2 separate regions of the Sus scrofa genome follow, and region 2 is linked to region 1. The links are chromatin contacts, called in public Hi-C maps. All regions are on one chromosome and are shown on one strand. Each heading gives the region's core, a stretch centred on a gene start, on an enhancer-like site or on the middle of the called end of the contact. The rest is flanking DNA. Distances are from core to core; before and after follow the strand shown.

What was found. Hi-C and Micro-C count contacts between places; a contact is called where the count stands out from the background.
Region 2: a contact with region 1 is called in a Hi-C map of embryonic fibroblasts, with 2.0 times the contacts expected there. The contact joins the promoter of AGFG2 here to the promoter of LOC110259879 in region 1. A contact is called at or near these places in 1 of 5 promoter capture datasets (liver), 8 of 47 Hi-C or Micro-C datasets (blood, brain, embryonic fibroblasts and 5 more) and 2 of 2 datasets of contacts at active chromatin or transcription factors (alveolar macrophages and skeletal muscle).

What each region holds. Positions count from the first base shown.
Region 1 is chr3:8,387,742-8,393,648 of Sscrofa11.1, forward strand. It overlaps LOC110259879, which reads right to left and starts at 3,127. Exons shown (of 2, transcript XM_021086226.1): 1 at 2,602-3,127; 2 at 697-1,356. The coding sequence starts at 2,952. The coding sequence ends at 1,264. LOC100514038 (TSC22 domain family protein 4) reads right to left here. Exons shown (of 6, transcript XM_013995454.2): 5 at 5,646-5,907; 6 at 3,204-3,666. The coding sequence ends at 3,433.
Region 2 is chr3:8,465,767-8,471,673 of Sscrofa11.1, forward strand. It overlaps AGFG2 (arf-GAP domain and FG repeat-containing protein 2), which reads left to right and starts at 2,283. Exons shown (of 13, transcript XM_005661910.3): 1 at 2,283-2,838. The coding sequence starts at 2,618.

The sequences.
Region 1 (5,907 bases), core at 1,877-4,376:
ACCCTAAGCATATGGAGGTTCCCAGGCTAGGGGTCAAATCGGAACCGTAGCCACCGGCCTACGCCACAGCCACAGCCACACAGGATCCGAGCCGCATCTGTGACCTACACCACCGCTCACAGCAACACCAGATGCTTAACCCACTGAGCAAGGCCAGGGATCAAACCTGCAACCTCATGGTTCCTAGTGGGATTCGTTTCCGCTGCACCATGACAGGAACTCCGAGAAGGGCATTTTAGACAAAGGGGACAGTTTGAGTTTTTTCCCAAGGGTGATAGGAAGCCCTTGCAGGGTTTAAGCAGGGCAGGGACATGTTCCGATGTGTGATGAATAGATTGTAGGGAATCCCAGGGAAAAAGATGAGATTTGACACTGTCGGTAAATCACGATGATGAAGGGAAGGAAGGGAGATGGGGCGGAACTGAGAACTGAGCAAGAGCATCTGGGACCAGCACTCTTGTTGGCTCCCCACATCCCCAGGGACCCCTTCTCTAATAGGGTAAGTGGATTTTGAAAATAAAGAAAGACCTCTGGAGTTCCCATCATGGCGAGGCGGAAAACAAATCCGACCAGCATCCATGAGGACATGGGGTTCAATCCCTGGCTTTGCTCAGTAGGTCAGGGATCCGGCATTGCCATGAGCTATGGTGTAGGTCACAAACGAGGCTTCAATCCCTTATTGCTGAGGCTGGGGCTGGGACTGGCAGCTGGAGCTCTGATTTGACCCCTAGCCTAGGAACTTTCAAGTGCCGTGAGTGCAGCCCTAAAAAGCAAAAAAAAAAAGCAGACCTCTATCCCAGCCGAGCCCACCCATAGCCCTACCAATTCTGCCACAGGGAGTGGAGCAGCCTTGGGAGAGGGGAGGGAATGCCTGGGGTCTGATGGGGTCGGGGGAGGTGTCCAAGGTAGGATTTGTGCTCTAGTCTGTCATTGGGAGGCAGATTTCTCCAGGGGTCACGCCATCCTCCACTGCTCTCTAGGAAGAGAGGGCTGGGTGGGTAAGAATTCCGCCCCCCCCCCCACATCTCCACCCCAGGAGATCCTATATGCTTTCCTTCCAGTTGGGAAATTCTTCCTCATGTCCCAACACAAGTTTTCTCCAGGGGTGTGGACTGAATTATTTAGGATGGGGAAGAAGGAGGCCACCCGGGTGCACTGAGACATCTAGGAAAAGCAAGTTCTATGGACTTTCCCCCTCCTTCCCATCCTCTTCTCTCCCACAGGTCTCCAGCCCCCGCTTGGCCAAGCCCAGACAAGACTCTATCATGCCTGGGGAGAGAGAGACAGATGGGAGGTGCCAGCTTGGCTGCTGGCTGAACTCACCTTTCTTTCCTCTCTCCTCACATTCCCAAGACGCTGAAGAAACCAAAGAAGAATGGAAGCAGTATTCCTTCCCCCAAGCCCACAGCCTCAAGACCATCGGCTCCTGGGCCTATAGCTACTTGCAGTGACCCTCAGGGGGCTTTACCCTACCCTACCCTCCTCTCACTGGAACCCTAAGTCCCCAGTAGGAAGAGGAACACATCTCTAAGGACTTGGAGGGGCTGATGCTGGATCTTAGACAGAGAGGCACTACTCCAAAGCCCTAAGACCCATTAAATCTCAAACTTCCTGGGACACAGACCCTGTACCACCTTTTCAGCCCCAGAAAAGTTCCTGGCACTTATGGACAGGTGGTGAATAACCAGTAAGTGAAAGCCCCAGATTTGAGCCCCCCGGTATTACAATATTTTGAGGCCCTGCCTGGCTTCAGGCTAAACTCAGCACTCATTCCTGGCGAAGTCACCGTGTTCATGTATGGAACACCTGCTATGTTACGTGTGTGTACCTGTAATATGTCCTGTGGGAGCCAGACTCATTCATAGGACGAATGAAAAGCTACATGACCTTAAACATACCCCGTTCTGTCCCTCAATTTTCCTCGCGAAAAAATGGAAGTGATAAGACTTCATCATAAAGCTATTGTGAGAGTTACTTAGAACAAGATATAAGAATAGTCACGGTGGGTGTTTGATAAGTGTGAGCGATATTACCAGGACTGTAAATGTTGGGGCACCGTGCACAGCTAACAGGATCAGGGTAGCAGAGCTGCAGGGCATAGGGCTGGGTAGCCCACTGCTACTCCGGTCTTTTGGGAGAGGCCACCCAGATTCCCAGCAATGGAGCCCAACCCTGCCAGAGTTGCGGATGAGGGAGATGGCGGCAGGAGAATTTGCTGACTCTTCTAGTGAACTGGGTGCTGGGAATCTGCAAACCGTCCCTGCTGTTCCTCTCTGGCCCCCAGCCTTGCTCACGCCCACCACCTGCTCCTCAGGGCCGACCTCTCCCGGACCAAGACCCAGCGACACAGCAGTCCCTCCCTCGGTCCCGGGGCCTCTGCTGCCCTCTAGGCTCGGGACCTGCTGCCAACCTTTGCTCTCCCCCACCTCCAAGCCCTGTAACTCTGACATCCCAGAATTTTGCCGTCTGGCGAAATATCCACGCTTTTCCTTGGCGAACCACCTCTGCGCCTCCGCGTGGCCTGGGTAAGCGGGTGAGCTAAGCCGTAGAGGGAACTTGCGGCTCCTCGGTCTTCCCTTGTGTTGTCCCCTTCCCCTCTACCTCCCTCCGGAAGGCCAAGGCCTCCCGCCCGGCCTTCGCTCCCGCGGCGTCAGGCGGACACCCTCCCGAGTCTTCCGACTGCGACCCCGGCGGCCCCGCCCCCAGCCCGGGCCCTCTGCCCCCGGCAGCGCCACGTCGCCGCGGGGAACCCTGGGAAGTGTAGTTTTCCGCAGCTCTCAGTGGGGGCGTGGCTAGACGGCCCGCTGTTTGTCCGCCGACCCCAGGCGCAGGGCACTGACCCTCGCCCTGGCCGAGCCGGGGAGCGCCAGAGAGGCAGGGCCGTGGGCTGCGGAGGCGGAGTTTCCTGCGAGGTGTCATTCGCTGTGGGGTCTTGGACAAGTCCCATAACATCTGCAGCAGTCTCACTTGTGGGATTTCCAGGGAGAGCGTGGGCTCCGCATCTGGTACCCAGCGTGTCCTCGATGGATGGGCGCCGAAGCTATTGCTACTGGCCGGGCAGAGTTGCCAAAGGCAATCAGCTCCTAAAAGGCTTGTGGGCCCAACCCCGCGCCCCCCCACCCTCCCTGTTCTCAGGTGACTCTCCCTGTCCCACTCAAGTTCCCCTCTTTGCCTCTGGTCAACCACAAACACGCTTCTACATCTACTCAGAAATATCTGATATTTATTTCCCAACAGTTTGATAATTTTTTACAAATTGAATAAAAGGAATGAAGGGGAATATGTGTGACCCCAGGCCAGGCCTTGGGGTCCTGATAAGAGGTGACAGTATGAAAACTTCTCCTCACTCACAACCCGTGGCCTGCTGCCCCAACCTCTCCTATCAACCTTACCTAAGAGTGAGGTGAGGGCTGAGGATGTGGGGTTCCCACCTTAGAGGGGACTCCGGGCATCCTGTTTCAGGCTCTGAACTGGGTCAGTTTGGGGGCAGGTGTGGGCCCGGATGTGGCGCCGACGCCGCCTCTCCTGCCTGCGGGCCAGCTGCCGCAGTTGTTTCCGAATGGCCCACAGCACCAGGTACACTTCCCGAAGCATCTCAGCCTCTCGAGACTCCAAAGGGGAACGAGTCTTCATTTGGGAGGCAACTGAGGTAGAACTCACAGATGACTGTGAAAAAGAGAAGATGAGCGCAAGTGAATAGCACAGTCTAGGGAGAAACTGCTGGTGGGACCACCTGCAGATAAACAGCAAAGCCTTGTCTAATTCCACCTCCTCTGTCAGGCCTTAGCTTGGGCACTGCCTCCTCCAGGAGGCCTTCTCGGGTTGTCTCTGCTCTTGTGTTTGTCCATATCAGGTTTTTCTTTTTTGTCTTTTTCTTATTAGGGCCGCACCTACAGCATAAGGAAGTTCCCAGGCTAAGGGCTGAATCAGAGCTGCAGCTGCTGGCCTACGGTACAGACACAGCAACACCTGATCTGAGCCACATGTGCAAAACTACGCCGCAGCTTGTGGCAATGCCAGATCCTTAACCCACTGAGGAAGGCCAGGAATGGAACCTGCATCCTCACAGACACTGTGTCAGGTTCTTAACCTGCTGAGCCACAATGGAAACTCCCCATTTGTTTTATATGCTATTTGTTTTATAGACTCATCTGTTCTCAATACCAGCATATTATACATTTTATATGCTATTTGTTCTCTAGACTCATCTGTTTTCAATACCAGCATACAAGCTCCTGGAAGGCAAGGACCATGTCTGACGAACCTTTGAGTCCCCACTAGGATTTCATGAGGAGTGTATTAAAATGAAGGACAGAATGACACCTTGACCTCTGTCTCCAACCCAGAGCTCTCTCCTGGCCTCCAGGCCTGTATATCCCACTGCCTCCTAGACATCTCCCTGCACATGTCCTTCCAACATCTTCACTCATCCTGCCGCATTTCCCTAAACTCATCACTTTCTCCCCTAAGCCTGCTCCGCTCCGAGCAAATGGCTCCAGCCTGCTTGTACTTCCGTCTCTCCCTCTCCCCTCACCACATCCAACCACCTGGTACAACAATTCTACCTCCTAAATACCACTCCAGTCTCTTAACTTGTACTTCCCAGTGCCTCTCCCCCCATCCAGAACATCCTTCCCTCTTAGCCTGGACCACAACCCTCAGTGGATCTTCCTGCCTCTCTCCTCTTGGCCCTTTCTGACCTCCCTCTACAGGGCGGTCAGGTGAACTTTTAAAAAATTATTATTGGAGTGCCTGTCGTGGCACAGAGGAAACAAATCCGACTCAGAACCATGAGGTTGCGGGTTTGATCTTTGGCCTTGATCAGTGGGTAAGGATCCGGCATTGCCGTGAGCTGTGGTGTAGGTCGCATACATGGCTCGGATCCAGTGTTGCTGTGGCTGTGATGTAGGCCAGCAGCTGTAACTCTGCTTCGACCCCTAGCCTGACAACTTCCATATGCCGCAGTACGGCCCTAAAAAGAAAACAAAAAACAAAAAAACAAGAATGGTGTATATAACAAGGACCTACTGTATAGCACAGGGAACTCTACTCAACATTTTCTAATAAACCTATATGGGAAAAGAATATGAGAAAGAATAGATATATGTATACGCATACATGAGTCACTTTGCTGTACACACAAAACTAAAACATTGTAAATCAACTATACTCCAATATAAAATGAAACTTTTTAAAAAAGAATGGTATATAATATAAATGGAATCTTAGGCAATATAACCTTTCGGGATTGTTTTCACCCAGCATTATTCCCTTGAGATCCATCCAAGTGGTTGCATTTGCATCCACAGAGCTCATTTTTAGGGTTGAGGAGCAGCCCATGGTATCAGTATATCACTGTTTAACCATATTCACCCACTGAAGGGCCTTTGGGTTGGTGTGGGCTCTTATGAATAAAGCTGCTGAGAACATGCAGATGCAGATGTGTGTGTGAACATAAAATTTCATTTCTCTGGGATAAATGCCCCAGTGTAGTTACTGGGCCACATGATAATTGCATGTTTTCTAAGAACCGACCAAACCATTTTTCCGGAGTGGCCATACCATTTTACATGCTGTGAGTGAATCATGGGGGGTAAGAGAGGGTGGGGGGCGGCCGCCGGGGACAAGGTGGATATGGCGCTGACCTTCCAGCTGCACATCCGCCAGCCAGACTGTAGGGCTGAGACCATGAGCGTGGAGACAGACTTGACGGCAGTCCGGGGCAGCTGCAACAGCGATCGCCTCCCCTGGCCCGCCTCCTTCTCGGCCCGGCCCGTGGTGGTCTTGGCCACCACGCAGGGATCAGCCACCTTGGAGGACACATCCACTTTGGAGACCTTAGCCTCTTTGGAGGCCTCGACCACCTTGAGAGTCTCAACCACTTTGGGTATCTTCTCCACCTTCGAT
Region 2 (5,907 bases), core at 1,033-3,532, 77 kb after region 1:
CACCAGATCTGAGCTGCGTCTGCGACCTACACCACAGCTCATGGCAACACAGGATCCTTAACCCACTGAGAGAGGCCAGGGATTGAACCCGCAACCTCATGGTTCCTAGTCAGATTCGTTTCCGCTGCGCCACGATGAGAACTTCTGAACTCACTTAATTGCCCTAGTTCCAACTGTCCCCATTATAACTATTTCCCCTCTATACACAGAATGATTTTTTTCAAAACTGAAAATTAGATCCTATCTTGCCCCTGATATAGTCCTTCCAATGGCTTCTGTGGCAGATACTGTGCTTTTATCCTATTGCCTTTCTCCCTTTTACTTTGGTAATTGGACCTCTGAAGTTTAGATGAGCACATAGAAGCCCAAAATAAAGGAGACATTTTCCAGAGTCCCTCCTTGCACTTAGGTGTGGACATGTGACTGAGTTCTGTCCAGGGAGAGCCAGTGAGGTTGTATGCATGTCCTTAAAAGGAGCAGGCTCTTTCCTGCTGCTGTAACACACATGATGGCTGAAGCTGGAATAGAGGGGAGCATGGGAGTGGAGGTAATGCAGTGGGGAGCAAAACGATCGGAGTGTGGTCCCCCACACAGTGGAGCAACCCGCCAGCCCTGGAACACTTACCTGGACTTTTCCATGAGAGAGAAAAAACTTCATCTAAGGCCCAATTATTTGAGGTATTCTGTCATCGACAGACTTCTTTTTTTCTTTTTTTTTAAGGCCACATCCGTGGCATATGGAAATTCCCCAGGATAAGGGTAGAATCGGAGCTACAGTTGCCGACCATAGCCAGGGCCACAGCCACGCCAGATCCAAGCCTCATCTGCAACCTACACCACAGCTCACAGCAATGCCAGATCCTTAACCCACTTAGTGAGGCCACGGTCAAACCTGCATCCTCACACATTCTTAACCCGCTTAACCTGTCGGGTTCTTAACCCGCTGAGCCAGGAGGACTCCAAGGGACCTAATTCTAACTAATACAGCGTCCCATCACACTTAGAAGAAAATCCAAATCCTTACCAAAGTCTGGAAGGTTCTACATGATCAGTTTCCACTTCAGTATAATCCACCCCCACCACCCCCACTCTCCCCTCACTCACCACACTCCAGTCACTCTGCTTTCCTTTCTCTGCGTCCACACACCAGGCTTCTTCATGCTTTAAGGCCTCCACAGGTGCTGTTTCTCCTGCCTGGGTTGCTCCTTCTCAAATCTCCTCACAGCTGACTCCTCTTTAGTTACTCAGGTCTTACCTTAAATATCACAGCTTCTGAGATGGTTCCCTGACTGGTCTGAAATACCCAAGTCATCACTTTTAGGATACCTTATTTTGATTCTCTGCCTAGAACTAATCACCTGCTGCTGATTCTCTGATTTATTGTCTGCCTCCCCGACTAGAATGTAAGCTCCATGAGGATAGGAATTTTGACTGGTTGGTGCACTGCTATACTCCCCGCATCTACAGCTGTGCCTGAAACCAAGTGTTTGTCAAATGAATGGTCAAATACTGTTCCACGGATACTGTGATGGTTAAAAGCAGAGTTTCTTTCTTTTTTTTTTTTTTTTTTTTTTTGTCTTTTAGGGCTGCACCCGTTGCATAGGAAGGTTCCCAGGCTAGGGGTCCAATTGGAACTGTAGCTGCCAGACTACGCCAGAGCCACAGCAACGCAGTTACAAACAGCATCTGCACCCTACACCACAGATCACGGCAATGCCGGATCCTTAACCCACTAAGCGAGGCCAGGGGATCTAACCCGCGTCCTCGTGAAAGCTAGTAGGGTTCGCGAACCGCTGAGCCACCACGGGAACTCCAAAAGCAGAGTTTCTGAAGTCAAATGACCTAAATCAGAAACCTGGCTGGGCCACGAAAGTTGCATGACCTACAGCAAGTTGTATACCTAAAGCTCTCTGTACAATGAGATTTCCTACGGCACAGGGTAGGAGTAAATACAGAAGCGTATAGAAAGCACTCTTTCCCCTTCTCCCTTCCTTCCTCTGAGAGCCCCCTACCCTGGGCGCCTCATACAGCCACTTCCCTTCGACTTTGAGTTCCTCTCAGCACAGTCTAGCTGAGACTAGGCCTTTGAAATTTAGCGGGAAATAACACCTGGCAGGAGGACCAGAGCTGCGCACGCGCGGGACACCCACTCTTTCTCGCGCGCTATCTTTGCGGCCTCGACAGCCAGTAGAGTCAGCGTGGAGGCCGAGTTCCGAGGACTCACCAATCGAGTGTGGGAGGCGGGCCGCCCTGGAGGCAGTGGCGAGAGGGGGCGGGGACAAGGAGAGAGCACGCACGGTGCTCGCGGCCAGGGTCTCTGCAGGCCAATCCGAGGGGCCTGAGGTCTGAAGGCAGTGGGGCGTGGCGTTGGCGGCTCCCTCAATTCTAGACCGTCCAATGTCGCGCCAATCAGAGTGAGGAGGCGGAGGAGACTAGCCAATCAGCGTGCAGGACAGGCGAAGCAGGGGGTTGAGGAGTCTCGCGCGGATGCCGCCGGCTCCCTAGCTTCTGTCAGGGGAGCCGGGCGTGCAGAGGCGGCAGAGGAGGCGGGAAGGCGGCAGTGGTTGAAGGGGCGATTGCTGACTTGCCGGGAGGAGGTCTGCGGGATTGAGCGGCCATGGTGATGGCGGCGAAGAAGGGCCCAGGACCAGGTGGCGGGGTCGGCGGGGGAAAGGCGGAGGCAGAGGCGGCCTCCGAGGTGTGGTGTCGTCGGGTGCGGGAGCTGGGAGGCTGCAGCCAGGCCGGGAACCGCCACTGCTTCGAGTGCGCCCAGCGCGGGGTCACCTACGTGGATATCACTGTGGGCAGCTTCGTCTGTACCACCTGCTCCGGCCTCCTGTGAGTGGAACGACACGGGGGGAGGACAGGGAAGAAGCAGCGGAGTGTTGGCGTTGGGGACAGTGGGACCCCGGGCAGAGGGACAGAGCTGAGGTTGGGGGCGGCGGGGAGGCCTGGGACGCGCGGGATGTGCAGAGAGGGTCGTCTGCTGCAGAATTGTCATGGGAAAGGGAGAGGATCAGAGGAGACAAGACACGCTTGGAGTCGCGTTGCAGGGGAAAGGAAGGAAATGAGAGAACTGGAGAAACTCCCTAAAGGAGGCGACAATTGAAGGATTCTGGGGGTGAGGGGGTTAGAGATTTTAAAAGCTGGAAGATGACAAAAACACCTTGAAAGGGAACTTCGTGTAGGTGGAGGGCAAGCAAGAAAGCAATAGAGCAAGCTAGGCTCAGAATGAAGGGGTACCTTTCTTCCCTCTGGCTTGTGCCCATCCTGGAGTGTGGGACGGAGAAAACGATTTAAAATAGGTAAGTTAACCCACCTCGACAAGAAGAGATAATGGCAGGTACAGAGCCCTGTTCCAATGTTCAGGAGAAGATTCTAATCTTTGGAATGCTACCCAGAGGGAAATTTCTTACAAATCTAAGAGATGCTGGTGGATTGCCCTGTTAGAGAACTTAACTTTTCCAAAGGTTTGGGGTTCTGGGTGAGCCATCCTTAAGTGTAATAATTTACACTTTTAAGCTCCTTGTTGCCATGCCTTGCTCCTGGTAGTAGCATCTGGCAGCTCTTCCTAGATTTGAGGGGGCTTTGTTGTATAATCTGCAATGCTACCCTAGAGGTTGGCACTCTGTTTGGTCATGCCTGAGCTAATTTAGAGCCATGGTTCCAGCCCAGATTTCTGGTTACATAGTAAGGTTCTTCTTACCCCTTAGGGAATTATCTGGTTAGATGCATGACTAACATGTGATACCAAGCCTGTCTATTTTTTATAAGTTTATCAAGGGATTTATTTTGACTTTTTAGTATGAATACATTGGTTGGTTGATTTCATTTTTAACTAGGAGTGCATCCCTTGTTTCTTCTCACACCTTTAGGAGCCGAAGAGGGAGCAGCATTGTTCTTGCGTGACAGATGGGAGAACAGAACCAAAGAGAGGTTTAGTAACTTATTCAGTGCCAGATGGGGGTTGCTGTTTTCAGCCTTTGTTGTTTGATATTAGCTCTGATCATGGCAGAACAGAAATGAGAATCCAGGTCTCCTCATACAGTTTAGGATTTCTCTATTCAGTTTTTACCTCCTTAGTCAATCTTCTATGTTGATCAACCTCGCTCGTGTGCTGTGAGGATAGACCTGATTTTAGCCTAAGTGAAAAGCACTGTGGCTCTTGGGACAGTGGTTTAGAACCAAACAGGAATGTGTCAAAAGTACAGAGAGGCTCAAATGAAGTAGAAGGATAGAGACCTGAGGCTGGGACCTACTTTGAGGAGAATAGGAGCAAAGTTTAGGAATATTTATAGCATAGTGTAGAAAGCAGATTCCTGAAGATCCTGTTATGAAAAGGCAAATCTGATTATAGAGTCTGGAGAGAAGTAAAAGGAAGCAGGGGGATAAAATTGATGGCATACCAGAGTCTAGGCCCCAAGAAGAAAATGTTAGGAAACAGTGTTAATTCATTCCCATGGTTACTGTGATGGCATGAAAGATAAAATACTGAATAAATGGCAAGTGCTGACATCATTATCATTAGTTCATAGATCTTGGTTTAAAGTATCCTGTAGATAACATTTCCCTTCTACAATGAATATCCCTCAATCAGGACAGAAGGAGGGCCAAGGGATGTGGCTCACATTAAAAACCTGGTTTCTTCTGCTGGAAAAGTTAACTCCTTCATATCAGTGCACAATTTGCAGAACTTTCCCACTTTCCCCTGTGGTCTTTATTGTTGATCTCACTGCTGACAAGTCAAAACATCTGTGATCTGGACAGACACTGGGTGGAGGTAAGTGTGGCCTAAGGATTGATTAATAGAGAAGTATTTTAAGAGGCTTGTCTCTGTCTGTGGTGTATGAACTTGCAACTAGGGGCTTAGCTCCTTAAGAACTTAAGTTACAGTAGGACCAGGTAGGGGGAGTCCACCAACCCTCCCCTCCTTTTTTTAGTTTCAAAAAATTCTAGAAAGAATATTTTTGCCTAGTATTTTTGGCGAAGCATTATGAGAATCGCTCAGAATGATTCTTGCGACAGTAGACTTGAGGGAACACATTTTGATAGTTGGGAAATGAGAAGCTAGGCCACCCCTTTGTTAGCCGGAAGAGTGAAGGGTCAAGAAGCTGGACCAATACGTGAAGCTGCACTGAAGGCATATAGAGATGATAAGGAGAGACAGGTCAGAAGCAGCTCTACAAGAAAGCTTTGACATCCCTGGCTGGGAAGGGCTGCCCTGGTTCTGGTGGTTTGGTACTTCTCCTTTGCTAATTGGAATTGTAATTAGCATACACTAGGACAAGGCATATAAAGCTTGAAGGGGAGCGGGGGCTTCACAAAGTGTTACCTGTGTCTTTTGATGGACTTCTGGGAGCTGGCAGGTGGGTCAGAGGCAGAATACGGGATGGGGCGTGCTTCCTGCTGCCTGCAGAGTTGGGAGGGGGCACACACAGTCCAGCAGGCAGTGGAGAGGCATGGCTCCTCCGTGATGCATACATCTTAAATCCACATGGTTGACCATAGGATTCTTTGGTGCTAGGAAGTGAAAAATTGTAGTAGGCCAATAGCACACACGTTCAGTCAGTCAGTCAACAAACATTTATTGTCTCTCAAGCCCCAGCCACTGTTATAGGCACTGGAGATATGGTAATGAACAAAACTGACAAAGTCTCATCTTCATGTAGCTTGCATCCTAGTGGAGGCCATAGGCTGTAAATAAATCATAAATACATAATATAAGGTAGTGGTAAGTGCTTTGAAGTAAACTAAGGCTCAGGATGGGTTAGAGAGTGAGGGGCTCATACTGAGGATGACGATGAAAAGGATGAAAAGAGAAGAAATACTCTTTCTCAAAATGAAGAGGATGTTGCCGGGGTTGAGGCCAGGGGTGTGCGGCGGAGTTGAAGTATCACACTTAGCCCT